Linked DNA regions of Mus musculus: regions 2 and 3 are each linked to region 1. Evidence: chromatin contacts called from public HiChIP or PLAC-seq and Micro-C data. All regions are on one chromosome and are shown on one strand. Each heading gives the region's core, a stretch centred on a gene start, on an enhancer-like site or on the middle of the called end of the contact. The rest is flanking DNA. Distances are from core to core; before and after follow the strand shown.

What was found. Hi-C and Micro-C count contacts between places; a contact is called where the count stands out from the background. HiChIP or PLAC-seq counts read pairs in DNA pulled down with a chosen protein or histone mark.
Region 2: a Micro-C map of the G1E-ER4 cell line shows a contact between it and region 1, with 3 times the contacts expected there. The contact joins two enhancer-like sites. A contact is called at or near these places in 3 of 484 Hi-C or Micro-C datasets (the G1E-ER4 cell line, the HPC-7 cell line and embryonic stem cells), 3 of 115 datasets of contacts at active chromatin or transcription factors (bone marrow-derived macrophages, embryonic stem cells and extraembryonic endoderm stem cells) and 1 of 9 other capture datasets (embryonic stem cells).
Region 3: a contact with region 1 is called in an HNF4G HiChIP or PLAC-seq map of pancreatic cancer cells. The contact joins two enhancer-like sites. A contact is called at or near these places in 1 of 115 datasets of contacts at active chromatin or transcription factors (pancreatic cancer cells) and 2 of 9 other capture datasets (adipose tissue and macrophages).

What each region holds. Positions count from the first base shown.
Region 1 is chr5:75,824,633-75,829,368 of GRCm38.p6, forward strand. No RefSeq gene overlaps it. Among named protein-coding and RNA genes, the nearest start is that of Gm32727, 150 kb to the right of the region's middle. Within about 2 kb of position 1,864, at least 70 of the 459 cell types and tissues checked have an H3K27ac peak or open chromatin away from gene starts, as enhancers often do. A contact at or near this core is called in the G1E-ER4 cell line, the HPC-7 cell line and pancreatic cancer cells, where this site is marked.
Region 2 is chr5:75,278,444-75,283,179 of GRCm38.p6, forward strand. No RefSeq gene overlaps it. Among named protein-coding and RNA genes, the nearest start is that of Mir7025, 100 kb to the left of the region's middle. Within about 2 kb of position 2,553, at least 16 of the 459 cell types and tissues checked have an H3K27ac peak or open chromatin away from gene starts, as enhancers often do. A contact at or near this core is called in the G1E-ER4 cell line and the HPC-7 cell line, where this site is marked.
Region 3 is chr5:76,344,370-76,349,105 of GRCm38.p6, forward strand. Nmu (neuromedin U) reads right to left here. Exons shown (of 10, transcript NM_019515.1): 4 at 1,070-1,129. It overlaps Gm34175 (a long non-coding RNA gene), which reads left to right. Exons shown (of 3, transcript XR_389299.2): 2 at 2,353-2,507; 3 at 3,118-3,360. Among named protein-coding and RNA genes, the nearest start is that of Gm34175, 4.2 kb to the left of the region's middle. Within about 2 kb of position 1,847, at least 43 of the 459 cell types and tissues checked have an H3K27ac peak or open chromatin away from gene starts, as enhancers often do. A contact at or near this core is called in pancreatic cancer cells, where this site is marked.

The sequences.
Region 1 (4,736 bases), core at 614-3,113:
CCTGGAAAATAGTAAGTACTTGTTAATTGTTAGTTACTGTAATTATTAGTGTAAGGAGGGGTAGGCTTTGGGGTCAACATAGACATGGACAAGTCTTTGCTTAGTCGCTCCAGCTGTGCTACCAGAGCCAGGGTTCTGCTCCCTGTAAGTCTCAGTTTTGTCATCTGACAGGGGTACCAGCAAGGCCTGCCTTACAGATGGTGACAGGTTAAACAGTAAGTGTACGGCACATGTCACACGGTCAACTTTCAGTAAGATGTAGTTGCTAATGGAGAGTCAAGCCAGGTAGGACCTGAGGGGCTGAGGACTTGGCTGCATGGTAACTGTGACATCAGAATCAGGGGCCACCCCCATCTGTGGTCTATTTCTACATCAGATTCTATGATTGGGAGGAGAAGCGAGTCCACAGGAGGCACTTTTGTAAATTGAAGCTAAAATCGCAAAGGTGGGTTTTAGTGTGGGAAAGGCATTTTTCTTCCTGACTCAGCAGAAAGAAAAATAAGTATGTTTGTTGTTCTCTGGTACTGCTGAGTGCTGTCCCACAGACTCACTTTCAGGGAGTCAGGAAGTGAGTCCTAGCGACATCTCCCTTTCCACTCTGACGATATCTTTCGAAAGAAATGTTGTCACTCACTAAAACAAAACAAAATCCACCTATAACAAAAATCCTTTCTTCTGACAGTGGGGTGGTCTCCCTGCAACAAGGCTTTGTTCCATGACACCCTGCATCCACTTGCCTATTTCAGTGATTCCCCTTATCCAATATTCTCCAGTCGCATCTCAACACGGCCACTGGAATGGGGAAGGGAATGGTTGTGTGCTTAATGGGTATTTATGTGTGCTTAATGGGTATTTAAAAGGAAACTTGGAACGTGCACTGCAGTGAAAGAGAGTCCTTAGAGGGGACAAGGTGGCACCCAGAGGTGCCTGGCCACTTGTCTCTGCTAATAAAACCTCCCCCAAGCATCCCACGTGCCTAGTTCCTAAGTGCCATCTGGCAGCTAGATCCTGAGCTCTGCCACCCCTGCATAGGATCCAGACAGGCCCGGTTCACTCCCAACCATTGGAAGTGTATTGACATTTATCACTGGCTTCCACTTCCCAGAGCAGGGAGGCAGCCTGGCAGCCTCGGAGGACCTGCATCTCTGTGGCATCACACCCAGCAGCTGACATGAAGGATTACTGCTCTTCTGTCACCCTTTGGCACATGCTCCTACGATCAGCACTAATGACAGTCACTAGCCTGTACTTAGAACAAGGGGAGGGGAGAGAGAGAGTCCCTCTAAAACCCACACTTCACGCAAGTTCTTCTTTCTAGGACAAGACTACAGCATTTACAGACACAACTCTCATTTTAGGTGTACATATGTGTCTGTTAAAAAAAATAATGTCGTGTTAATTGAACCAGTACCTGTGCATGTGTGTTCACATATGGAAGTCTTAGAGAAACAGCATATAAAAATACAGGCTTATCCCTACAAACGATACCCTAATCTGGCACTAAACAACTGGAGTGAGATTTCATTGTCTGGACACAGATTTTGCTTCTCAGTCCCTTCTGAAGGACAACAATTGTGCTAAGGAGCTAAAACATTTTCCTTCTATTTAAACTCATTGGTGTTCTAATGACACTTTCAAACAAGCTCTTAGCAAAAGGGAAAACCATGACTCAACTTCTGGATACCCTGATAACAGTCTGCGTAAGCCAGAGCTTTCTCAAACATCACTTCATTTATTCAGGTGCTAGTTCATTCTTATGGTCTCTTTTTGTTTTCCAATCACAAGCCATTGTTTTGAAGGTGAACAATGAGCCTTATGCAACCCTGTGCTGTCACAGGAGGAACCTCCCCCCTCCTTATCAGTGATTCTTGTTTATTCTGCTCTTGGAGTCAAACCGTCTTAACTGGCCGGTGAATCATGTTGTGGCCACAGGAAGATGACGACAGCCACAGCTTTTTAAAATTCTCTAGAGAGGAGACCGAGAAGGAAATGCTGTTGGTTGGACAAGAGATGCAGATAGGGAGAAGAGAGAAGGACTCGTGAGAAATGAAGAATGTATATATGCGGGCTTCTATTATTATGGGTGTGCCACCGTGAGAGTGTCACCATAAACCACAGAGCAGCTCACTAAGTGTTATCTAAGGTGAAATGGAAGATATCAGGCCACAAAGGCACAGGCAGAACTCAAATTCCTAGTAAGAGCTGAATTGGCAAGAAGGGGCCAGGAGGCAGGAAGAGTCTATCCAAGCATGTTTGTTGTTGGAGTGACCTTCCTGTCCATGGGTGTTGAGAATGAGCCGGCAAGGATGATGGTCTGTGAAATAGGAACACCAATACTCAGAGAAAGTACGAGCTGGAGGGAAGATGGGCCACTACAAAAAACACCTAAGGACAAGATAGCTGGCAGCCTCTTCCTTCATCTGGAGCCACTTTGCCATCCTGTGCTGCTTTAGGACAAAACTTTCTAACAATTTAAAAATGGCACCCCAAGCCTTCTGATGGGAGGTTAAGCCTTCTAGCCCTGTGGCTCAACAGCCAATAAATGCTAGCACATATTCTCACCGTGGAAACATCAGACTAGAGTCAGAAAGGATTTGAGCAATCTCCCAAAGTAAATACCTTTTTAGGGGTCATGGTAAAAAAAAAAAAAGATTATATGAGACCTGAGCATTATCATATCCCACTGAGATGGCTATAAACTGGTAAAATATTTTCAGAGGACAGCTTGGTGCCCAGAGAACAGTATGTACCAAAAGCCTCAAAATACTGAATACCCTTTGGTCATCAGAGGGAGGAATTGCCCAATAAATCTAGAGTCTTTTTCACAAGGAATAAGCAGTCACAGCTCTGTACAAAGGCATCTGAAATCCCATTCATCCGCCTATTGTTTCTAACAGTAAAAACTGAAACCAATTTAAACTTTGTATCATAGGACTGGATGACTAATTAGCGTATGTTTGAAGCAACATCCTATATAGTCATTAAATAAATATATAAGAATATTAATTAATGGGAAAAGCTGCCCATACTACAGCATTCAATCGCTGATGTTCTAAAATGACTCATTTTTGTATGACACACATATATAAGGCACACGGGGATGATACATCCTCAGTTATTGAGAGAGGCTTTTTGTGCGTAGGAGAATAACATATAGTTTCATTTTCTTTTTTATGTTTATTTTTGACTTCCAACTTTCTATTAAAATTTATTATATTACACTTGAATGCAGATTCCTGCACATTTGGGTGCCAACTTGGATCCCACTCATTGATTTCTGTTCATTATGTTCTTCTTACCCAGCATCTCAGTGTCTTCTCATCCCATGACACAGCTCTCCACTTCTGTCATACCTTCCAGTTCGTCATTCTCCATCACTATAACCCGCTATGAGCTTAGCTCAACCACCCTCCCTCTCACCGGATCCTTATCTTTCCAGCTCTTTGCCTGTGTTTTTCCTCCAAGTCTCCAGCCCCACAGACATGAGCCATAACCTGGGCCTTCACCTCAGCTGGGTCCCCATTTCCCTCCTGACTCAGCTTGATCTCCAAGATCAACGGCTAAACGTTCTCTGCATAGACACTCCATCCCTTACCTCTCTCTTATGCTTCATTTTATGAACTTGGAAACAAACCCAGTGATGGTTAGTTGTAATTCTCTGCCTCTTCTGTGCCTGAATCTGTGCAGCTGAATTTAGCTGGAGAAGCTAAGGTCATTGTTGAGTGTCATTTGAAGTTCAGAACTGCCGACATCAAATGTGAACTTTCATGGTTTGCGCTTCCGTAACCTCCATTTGCATCCTTGCAGGAGGACCCTAATCCTGTCTTCTCATAGCAGAACATGGAAGCAATCAGAAAAGAACTTCAAACACCACCTCCACTTATGTCTTCCTACTCTCCAACCTCTGTGAATGAGCAAACCACTCCCCCAGCCAAAGCCACGCCCTCTAGCTGCCCACCGACATTGCTACCACAGTCCTTGTTCCCTCTGGATTTTTTTTCCTCTTTCTTGGCTTCATCCAACAACCTATGAACATTGTTATTTCTCCCACCCAGACCTTCCTTTGTCCCAGTTCTTCCTCCAACTAACCTCAAGCATTCTTCTCTTGATCACTAAACCCCTGAACAAGTTGTTAATCGCCCTCCATTTCCACCCTCATCACATTCACCACGTGACGGGGCTTTGACACTGTCAAACTTTTCGTTCATCTCTACTTTGCTGAGTCCAGCTGTCAACCTTCGGTTTTCACCCCAGTCCCCATCAGCCCCATCAAGAAGGTGACTATTTGCCACTGCTTAGCACGCTCCTTCCAATGGTGTCATGAGCCGTTCCACTCCCTGTTTTTTCTCCCAACCGGCTGCTTTTTCTCAGCATCCTTTGCTGCTTCGTCCGAATCTCCTTCCCAAGACCCAAGAGCTGCCGGGGAATCTCAAGGCTCAGTCCTTAGACAGACAGCCTCTTGTGTGTATGCATCCCTTTTTCTTTTCCCTTCTCTACGTCAATTTTAAAGTGATTTAATTACTTGTAATTTTATATATACAAGTGCTTGCCTGCATGTATGTCTGTGCACTACAGGTATGCTGGATTCCTATAGAGCTCAGAAGAGGGTGTTGGATCCGCTGGAACTGAAGTACAGAGAGTTGTGAGCTGCCATGTGGGTTCTGGGAACGGAACCTGGGTCCTCTGCTAAAGCAGCAAGTGTTGTTCACTGCTAAGCTACTTCTCCAGCCTGACAG
Region 2 (4,736 bases), core at 1,303-3,802, 550 kb before region 1:
TGGTGACTCTGGAGAACTTGTCCTTACCTACTTATTGAGGTTGTCAGTGATCTATAGCACTCCCTGTATAAGACTTGAGCTGTGTGTGTGTGTGTGTGTGTGTGTGTGTGTGGGTGTGGGTGTGTGTATGCATGTGTGTGTGTTTGCGCATGTGTGCAGGGCAATGCTGCACAGTGTATATCTGTATAGGTGTTTGTATGCTTGACATGTGTGTTTATGCCTATGGAGGCCAAAAGTCAGTGTTGGGTGTTTTTCCTCAGTCATCTTCCCATTGCTTTTGAGTTGTGGTCTTTCACTAAACCTGTAACTCAGCTATTCAGCTAGACTGGCTGGGTCATGAACTCCACGACTCTGCCTATCCGTGCCTCCGCAGTGCTGGTATTATAGATGTCTGCTACTGCACTTGACTTTCTATGTAGGTGTTGAGGATCTGTCCCCAGGTCCTCTTGATTGTGCCTGAGCGTTTGCCCAGTGAACCAGCTCCCTAGCCCATCCATGTGTCTGTCTTTGTGTTGTCTTTCCTATGCATGTCTTTGTGTTGAGTTTGCCTTTTTTATTAAGATGCTTATCATGTCCATAGTGACCTAGTTGTTGCTAATTTATCTCTATGAGGGCATTTTTTAATTAAAACCTTTTTATTAATTAAAATTTGACATTTCAAATGTGTATATTAAGCACTATAACTTTTCCCTATCCTCAGTTTCCTGCCACCCTTGTTAATGCCTACCCTTCATTCTTACAAATACGTTTCCTATATTTATAGCTTTGGCTTTGTTTTGTGATGTTGGGTTTAACCATGGCCATCTGTGTTGCCATTCGTTTGGAAGTATCCATTGGAGTTTATTGAAGTCATCAGCAGAAAAGACAACTGAAGACAACCTCTTTCCTCATTATGGGTTAGCTCGTTATGGGTTAGGACCCTGTGGGCCACTCTTCCATCTATGACTGATGGCTGACAGGCCCAGCCTTGTGTAGGCCCAGTGCAAGTAACCATAGTGGTGGTGGGGGGTGGGGGGAGAAAGAAAGAGACAGAGACACAGAGACGTAGAGACACAAAGAGAGATAGAGACAGACAGACACATAGAAATACAGAGACAAAGACACAAACACACACACATAGAGGAAGAGAGAGAGAGAGAGAGAGAGAGAGAGAGAGAGAGAGAGAGAGATCCATAATGTTGAAGGAGGCATGGCAGGGAGTGACCAGAGAAGGAAGCTGAGAGTTCACTTCTCTGACCACATGCAGAAAGCAGAAAGTAGACTAGAAGTGGAGAAAGGCTATCAATTCTCAAAGCCTGCCCCAACATACACTTCCTCTGCATGGCTCCACCCCCTAAAGATCCTGTAACTTCCCTAAATGGCATCACTAACCACAGACCAAGTATTCCAATATAAGAGCCTCCAGGGGATATTTCTCATTCAAACCTCCACATAGGATATCTCCCTTCTAATTCATTTCTTAAATTATGTTTTTGAATTGGGTTATAAGATAGGAAGTTTCAGTGGGGTTGAAGATATGGCTTAGCGGTTAAGCTCTTGCTGGGCATGCATGAGACCTGGCTTCAATCCACTGCACTCAAAACAAACAGACAAAAAGAGAGTAGATTTCCATATGGCTTTTTCATAGAGTCTTCTTTTTAACTAGCCTTCCCCCAACTCCTCATCTCCCTCATTCCATTGCTCCCTTCCCTGCTGCCACAGGTACTCCAGGTTAAATACAGATAACTAAATATTTGAAGTTGGAATCCACGTCTGAGAGATAAGATGCCAACAGTTGTTATTTTTCTGGGTGTGGGTAGCTACACTCAATATAATTTTTCCCAGTTCCATTCATTTTCTGCAAATTTTATTTCTCTTTATAGAATCAAGTTTCACTCTATGTGTGTGTGTGTTGTTTTTGTTGTAGTTGGTGAGTGGAGAATGATAATATGGGGCACACGGTTGATAAACATCTAAGCTGATTCTATTTTGTTGTGTTCTAAGACATTGTGGACAGAGCGGCCGGGAGTGAGAATGAGCACCTGTGTGGAAGGACATGGAGTCCTCTGGTAACTGTGAAGATGTGGGATAGATGGGTTATATCATCGCTCTCTTTTTATGTTTTGGAAACCCCCAGACTGCTTGCCAAAGTCACTATACTAGTTTTCACACTCCCAACAATTTACAAAGGTTTCCTGCCCCACATCTTGGCTGGCATTCATTGTCATTTGAATGCTTGAAGACAGCCATTCTGACTGGGGTGACACCGAATCTTAAAGCCCTGTAACTTGCATTTCCCTGAAGGTTAAGGATGTTGGGAACTTTTTTTTTTTTTTTTTTTTTTTGATGTTGGATGCTTTTAAACATGTTTAACTGCCGTTTGTATCTTTTCTTTCGAGAACTCTCTGTTCTGTTTCAGAGTGTCTCCCCTCCACCCACCATACCCACTGCCTTTAAACTGTTTTTTTTTTTTCCCATTGACCTATAACACTGAGCATATCTTCCTGTCTCTGCTCTCTGGCTTCCTGGCATCATAGATAAGATGCCAATAAACTCCAAGAAAGAAAGTCCTGCCGGTGGAGCCTCTCTCTGACAAACCACAGGATGTGCTGGAAGCCATAACTGTGTTGACACAATGACCCTAGGACCAAGCTGCATGTCAAAATGTCCTCTCTAGCTGCACCCCACCCTAAACTTCCAGTAGGAGTTTAGAACTCTGGCAAAAATATGGGATGTAGAGAGCGCTTATCTTACAGAGAAGTCACTGTTAAAAGCTATGAGACTATGGAAAACATTATATCCCTATGAGAACTGTCCCATTGTAGCCACAAGTCTTACATCCAGAGACCCCACCAACTCTGGTTCAAAAGCAGGACAAACACTACACCTGGACTCAAAAGGTCCAGTTTTTTGGTTTTATTCTGTTTTTGTTTTAGTGTTTTTTTTTTTTGTTTGTTTGGTTTTTTTTTGTTTTGTTTTGTTTTTTTTGCCAGTGTTTCCCAAACAGTACAGTGTAAGTTTTTACACATATTTACAATGTGTTTGACCTGATAAGCAATTGAGGGGTATTTAGAGCATTTGGGAGGATGTGTCTTGGTTACTTGCAAATACTACAATATTGGTATATCAGGGTATTGGGCACCACAGGTGTTGGTATACTCAAGACCCTGGCGCCAACTCCCATAAACACTGAAGGACAGCGGCACACCTGAGCGAGTGCCCCAGGGGCTGCCTCTCCGTCACTGCAGCCTCCCATGCCTGCTCCTCTCCTTTCAGTCAGGCCAACGTCATCAGATGGGTTTCCTAGTGCTTGTTTATCAGTAACACTCTGCCTTTCCCTCCCTTGTGGCTCTTTTTGTTCCGTACGACCAGTCTCTAATGTTGATAACTGTTTTCTTGAAGAAGCCAGTTGTATTTTTAAAGGAGTATATGGTGAATCACTGTAAACAACTTGCCTGGCCACTTCATCTTAGATGTATTCTTCCTCATCACCATTATCTTCCTCCTCCTCCTCCTCCTCTTCCTCCTCCTTCTTCTTCTCTCTCTCTCTCTGGAATATTGATATCATAAGTCAATACCAACCCTTTGGTGATAAGTGTCTATAAAATTCTCCGTGAGTCTAACGTGTAGCCCTGTTCATGAGGTCCTTATAGGTGTGACCTGGCTCAAGATCAGCCAGCAGAAAGCCTTATCTGAGGTATGATCTTAGTGTGAGGCGTCCACAGGCTTCTCACTGCCGAGGAAGAGTCTGGTTCTTAATAGAAACCTAGACAGATAAGTAGATAGGTCCATAGATTAACAGGAAGCATATACAGCAAACGTTACTTTCTAGTTCTGGAATTTGTTAGTGACTTTTGATTTTCTTTCTCTTGCTGCATTCTGTATTTCCAAGATTGCTAGGAGTTCCCCCCCACTCCCACCTCCCTAAAAGTACAGTGGGAAGTGGGTGATTAGCAGATTCATATCCAGGTCACCAGGTCTGCAGTACCTGTCAGCTTGAGAACTGAGTAGTGTTGGGATCAGGTGGCTGTGAGCTGGGGTCTCAGAGGAATACAAAGGAGGAGGTACTCCAGACTGAGCTCAGTCTTGGCCCTCATATGGATGTATTTGCAAACAAGAAGTAATTAAGGCTAAGGTTAAAGGAGCATATGGTGAACCGCTGTAAACTCCAGTGAACCACTGATGAACTCCAGTATCATCCTATTTGGAGAAAAGCAGTAGCAAGCTATGTCCCGAGGAGTGGAGGGGTGGAGCTATGGCGGGATAGGGTTAGTGGTGTTCCTACAAGACCCCAGAGAGCCTCTCTTTCTCTCTCTCTGCCTCATGTGACAACACAGCCAGGAAGTCGGCCCTCAACAAAGCAGAAAGCAGGCCCTAGGGGTGGGGTGGGGTGGGGTGGAGTGGAAGAAGCTTGTCAGAGTGGAGGGGAGCTCACTGTGACGGAGATGAAGCTGGAAAGTAAACAAGAACTGGCTTGTGTGGGGCCCTGTGCACTGTAATTGGCTTCTGGGTTTTACTTTATGGACATAATATCATGGATAGATTGGCAAAGTCCAAGGTCTCCAGGGTCTCCATGCCTCAGATAAGTCTCATTTCTATCCTCCCTCTTTTCTTTTGCAACTTAAAACAATCTTAAAACTTGTGTGCGTGTGTGTGTGTGTGTGTGTGTGTGTGTGTGTGTATACACATGCACAAGTGCACTTAAGCACACACACACACACACACACTGAAGTCAGAGGACATCTTTGTGAAATTGT
Region 3 (4,736 bases), core at 597-3,096, 520 kb after region 1:
CACAATGGAGTATGCAGAGTAAACAACTAAAGAGTAAACAGTAAAATATTTTTAATTGTCATCACTAAATAAGGCCATGAGTTTTTTTTTTCTGCCATAAGTCTGTGGCTTATAGGAGTCATATCTTTTTTTTTTAAATCTCATTTGCTCTCAGCACCAAAGAAAGACGGTGGATAATTTTTACTGTTATTTGTTTTATCTTAATTAGGGAAAATTACATCTTGGGGGAACATCATCACTAGGAAGAGTAATTTGCCTTCAAACTATCCAAGCGTCCTTCTTTGGGTCGCTCTCTGTGGAAGCTGGAGTGGATCAGCAGTCACAGGATGTGTTTGAGATGCTGATGAAATAACATCATTCAGAACTTAAGACTTCACCTTTAGCAAGGGAGGTTTAAAGTTCGTTCAACCAAGGCACAGGCTAGAACCTGAAGTCTAATGGTATGTGATGTCTCCCTCTCCCACCCAGGCTTCACCTAGGACAAACCATTCTCCCGGAAGAATCAAATAATTCCAGTCAGAAACCTGGACACAGACACAAACAGAACTTTCAAACCAACACTGACAGTGCGGTTGGCCAGTTTGTCCTTCCTCCTTGTTGGCTTGTTTGCTTGTTGGTTTGTTTGCTTGGTTATTTTTCCCAGTGCCAGAACAAAACCTCAGGCCTCACATCCCAGCCAAGTGCTCTCCCCAGCTATATTTTTCTATTCTTAGGTCCTAGGCCACAACAAAATATCATGTCCTAAGTGCAGACCATAAAAATGTAGCAACTTAGTTTCATTCTTGTCCCCAATTATATACACGTGTGAGAAAAATTAAAACAGTATGATGATAAATTTCCTCTATCAGACCACATTTCATGCTTGCAGGAGACGTGTGATTTCCCAGTTAGCTGAGTATGAACTCCACCAATACTATCCTAACAGAGAAACGGAAGTATCCGCTTCTTATTTCCAGTCAGTGTGTCCTGTAGCTAGTGCTGACAGCCTTCCTAAATTGTGTACATTTCAAGAAGGAACTTCAAGTCATTTGGTTGGTGGACTGCCTACAGGACTTAAGCAGAGCCTTACCTGAGGCTTCTGGGAAATCTCCATCACTATACGGCAAAGCTCCCTCAGTGCAACAGATGCCTAAGGCAGACAAGAGAACACATGGGCTATGTTTCACTTTGCACTATATCTGCACAGGGGGTGAGATTCCAGATGTTGGAAGCACAAGGATAGCCTATCAGCACTGCAAAGGTGTCTTGCTGCAGTACTGTGAAACTCTGCAGGAGTCCTCTTGATTGCTCTCAGATCGATCTAAAACATCCTCGGGCCAAGGTGATGGCTGGGCAGGTGGCAAAGTTGGCTGAGATAGCAAGAGAACTCGAGTTCAAATCCCCAGCCCCTACATAAAAGTCTTGCATAGCTACATGAGTATGTTACTCCAGCACTGGGATGGAGACAGGTAGATACTAGGAGATGGCTGTTGGGTCAGTCTAGACACAATGGCAAACTCTGGGTTCTGTGGGATTCTCGACTCAGAAAACAAGGTGGAAGGCAATGGAGGAAGATGCCTCATGTCTTCCTCTGGTGTCTGCTCGGGTGAACATGGGCATGCATTCCCGTGTACATAGACCACACATACACACACACACACACACACACACACACACACACACACACACTCGCACATAAACTTGAGCACACATAAAACAAACAACCAAACAAATCTTTCTCTGCAGCAGCTATGCAGCAGTTGAGGCAGTTGAGGTTACACTGTGGCCCACTTACACAGTTCTCAACACTCACAGAGACACCATGGAACTCTATGACTAAGACAACCTGGGCAGTGCCAGCTAGGGATTAGTCTCCTGGCTTGTAGGGAAATGCATGTGCATGCCAAAGCTGTGAGCTTCACTGAACATTACTCATTACTGGCTAATTTGAAAATCCTGCAATTGCTCTCAAACAATGGGGATTGAAGGACAAGAAGCCCGTGTGTGGTGCTAGTCTGAGTTCCACCCTTTGCAGGCTGCTGACTGCACACCCCAGGATCAGGTTTGTCAGAGCATCAGAGGGCAGAATTAGGGCAGGAATCCTGTGGTTGGCAGTCAGTTGGGCGTGGTAGGGAGTGGCTCAAATGGACAAGCAAGGGCAAACCCAGCTTTGCACAGGACCTAGCAGAGTCTGCTGTGAGCCAATGGTTCCTTAATAAGTTCATTTCTGAAGTAATGAGAAGCCGGGGCACAGAGAGGCAATGTGAATAGTGTTAAAGCATGGGCTGAGAAGGTGAACAGCCTGAGATCAGAAGTGTGGATCCCATTGCTACTCCCTTTCTACAGTGGTTACTTAATCTCTCAAAACTTTAGTTTCTTTAGCCAGAAATCAGGGGTGATGTCACTGCAGGAAGTTCCTGACCGGATTAAGGGCAGGACAAGCCCTTTGGTTTAATTTACCACTGCGGGTACTCTCGATTCAGAAGCTGTAAGAGAAGATCGTTCCACACCTACTTAGGATGGCTGAGGTGAGAAACAAAGTTGGAGCTACCATGCAGTACCCTTCAGATCCTTCCTCCACAGAGGTCTGGTTTTGTCTCCTCCCTCCCATCTATTTGTCTTCCAGACAACTTGTTGGGATATATATTGATAGTACAAGATGAACCATGTATACATGGAGTTTCAACGCGTTACAAAATACTTTCCTGTACACAATTTCCATTCTGTTCTTAAAACACAAGGCACATAGGACAGGGCATGCTGCTCTTTTGTAGAGAGGAAGTGAGGGCCTACAAGATGGTGACTTCTCCAGTACCTTAAGAGATTATAGTTGACAGAGAGTGGCCTGGGAGCCAGGCCTTCTACCCATGAAGATGCTTTGGAGGGCTCATCACTGTCCACTGATGTATAGTTGACTATTTCTCAGTTGTTTCATGGTCTTGGGGTATCTCGTATGTACGTGCTGGTTAATGCTCTACCACTGAGGCCCAGCCAGCAGCTAAGAGGGGCTGAATAAAGTACCGAGTCTGGTAAGTTCTTCCCTACTTGGCCCCTTCAGGTAGATCTATGACAATCTGGTAATAAAAACTCCTAACTCCTTTTGATTTTGTTTGTTTGTTTGTTTTTCCCCTCAAATAGCCCATATAGAAATGCCACAAAATCCAAAGTAACAACAACAACCAAAAGGTAGTTGGCTATGTTCCATGTCAAAGATGCATCTCAATTGAAGAGGACTATACTTGTATATTGAAGAGGACTATACTTGTATATTGAAGAGGACTATACTTGTATATTGAAGAGGACTATGCTTGTATATTGAAGAGGACTATACTATATACATAGGTTGTTTCACCTTAGGAAACTGACTGGGCTGAATGAGGTTTGGCAAGAACACTGACCTTTGGGAACATTTCAAAATAAATGTACTTTCCTAGCTTTTCTTTATAAGAAGCAATTATTCTCAACAATTCTTTAAAGACTTTCATATATGGGACAGGTAATAATTTATCCCATATTAATGGACCTTAAAGATTTTTACTTTTTTATTTGACAAAAGTATCTGGAAGCACTACCTGATAGTTGTGCAATTAATAAAATATCACTTCATAAACAGTTAGTGATATTTAAAGCCTCAGAATATATTGAAATATACATTTTACATGTGAAAGACAGGGATAGTACATATATATGCCAGGCTCTTTATAAAAAGCCACACAGAAATGAGGTTCAACAAAGAGTTAGTTTGTGAAGCTAGGGAGCTGGCCCGGTGTTTAAAGGGCTTGTTGCATAAACGAGGGGACCAGAGTTTGGATCCTAGAACTCACATAGATGCTAGGCGAGTGTGTCAGCCTCATTCCAACCTCATAAGGTGGAGACAGGGAAACCCTAGAGCAAGCTGGCTAGCAAGACTGGCCTCATAGGCAAGATTTGTGTTTGATTGAGAATCCTGCCCCAGCAAATAAGGCAGGAGAGTGATGGAAGATGATGTCTGTCATCAGTATTGAGCCTTCACATGCATGGGCACACATGTACAGCGTGTTCCTTTCCTGTCCCAGACACATGCACACACATATACATGCAGGTACCACACACACACCATAAGTAGAAAAAGAATATTTTTAAAGTTAATTTATATTGATAGAGTTTAAGTAAGTTTTTTTTAAAGGAATACAGTGGGTATTATGGATATAAAAATGGTTCTGAAGCTGTTCCTGAATCTTAAGTTCAACACAAAGGCTTACTTGCTAATATCCCCATGACATACATCTGAAGGTGCTTCTTGTGGTTTGAGTATGTCTCCCAGAGACTCACTGAACACTTGGTTCTGAGTTTGTGGAGTCTGTGGAGCCTTTAGGCAGTGGAGTTTTTATTGGAGGAAGAGGGTCCCACCCGGCAGGTGGGCCATGAGGCTTTGTAGCCTGGAGTCACTTCCTGCCATTATCTGCTTCCTGTGTGCTGATGCAGTGTGACCCGCCAGCCTCCTGCCATGATGAGACAGTATTCCCGAATGGTGAGTCAAGCATAAACCTTTCTCCACTCAAGTTGCTTTCCTTGGGATGTTGTTATCACAGCAATGAGAAAGTAACTACAGCAGAAATCGGGGTTTAAAGAATGGATTTGAAATAGTGCCCAAAAAGATCTTGCTTCCCTCTCCTCTCCCTAAGCAAGTGCCTCTAACTTCTGGCAGGGGAACCTCTACAGCTAGGAAAGGCATTACACAGGGCTACTCCTGTGCTTCCCCGACTCTGACCCCATCA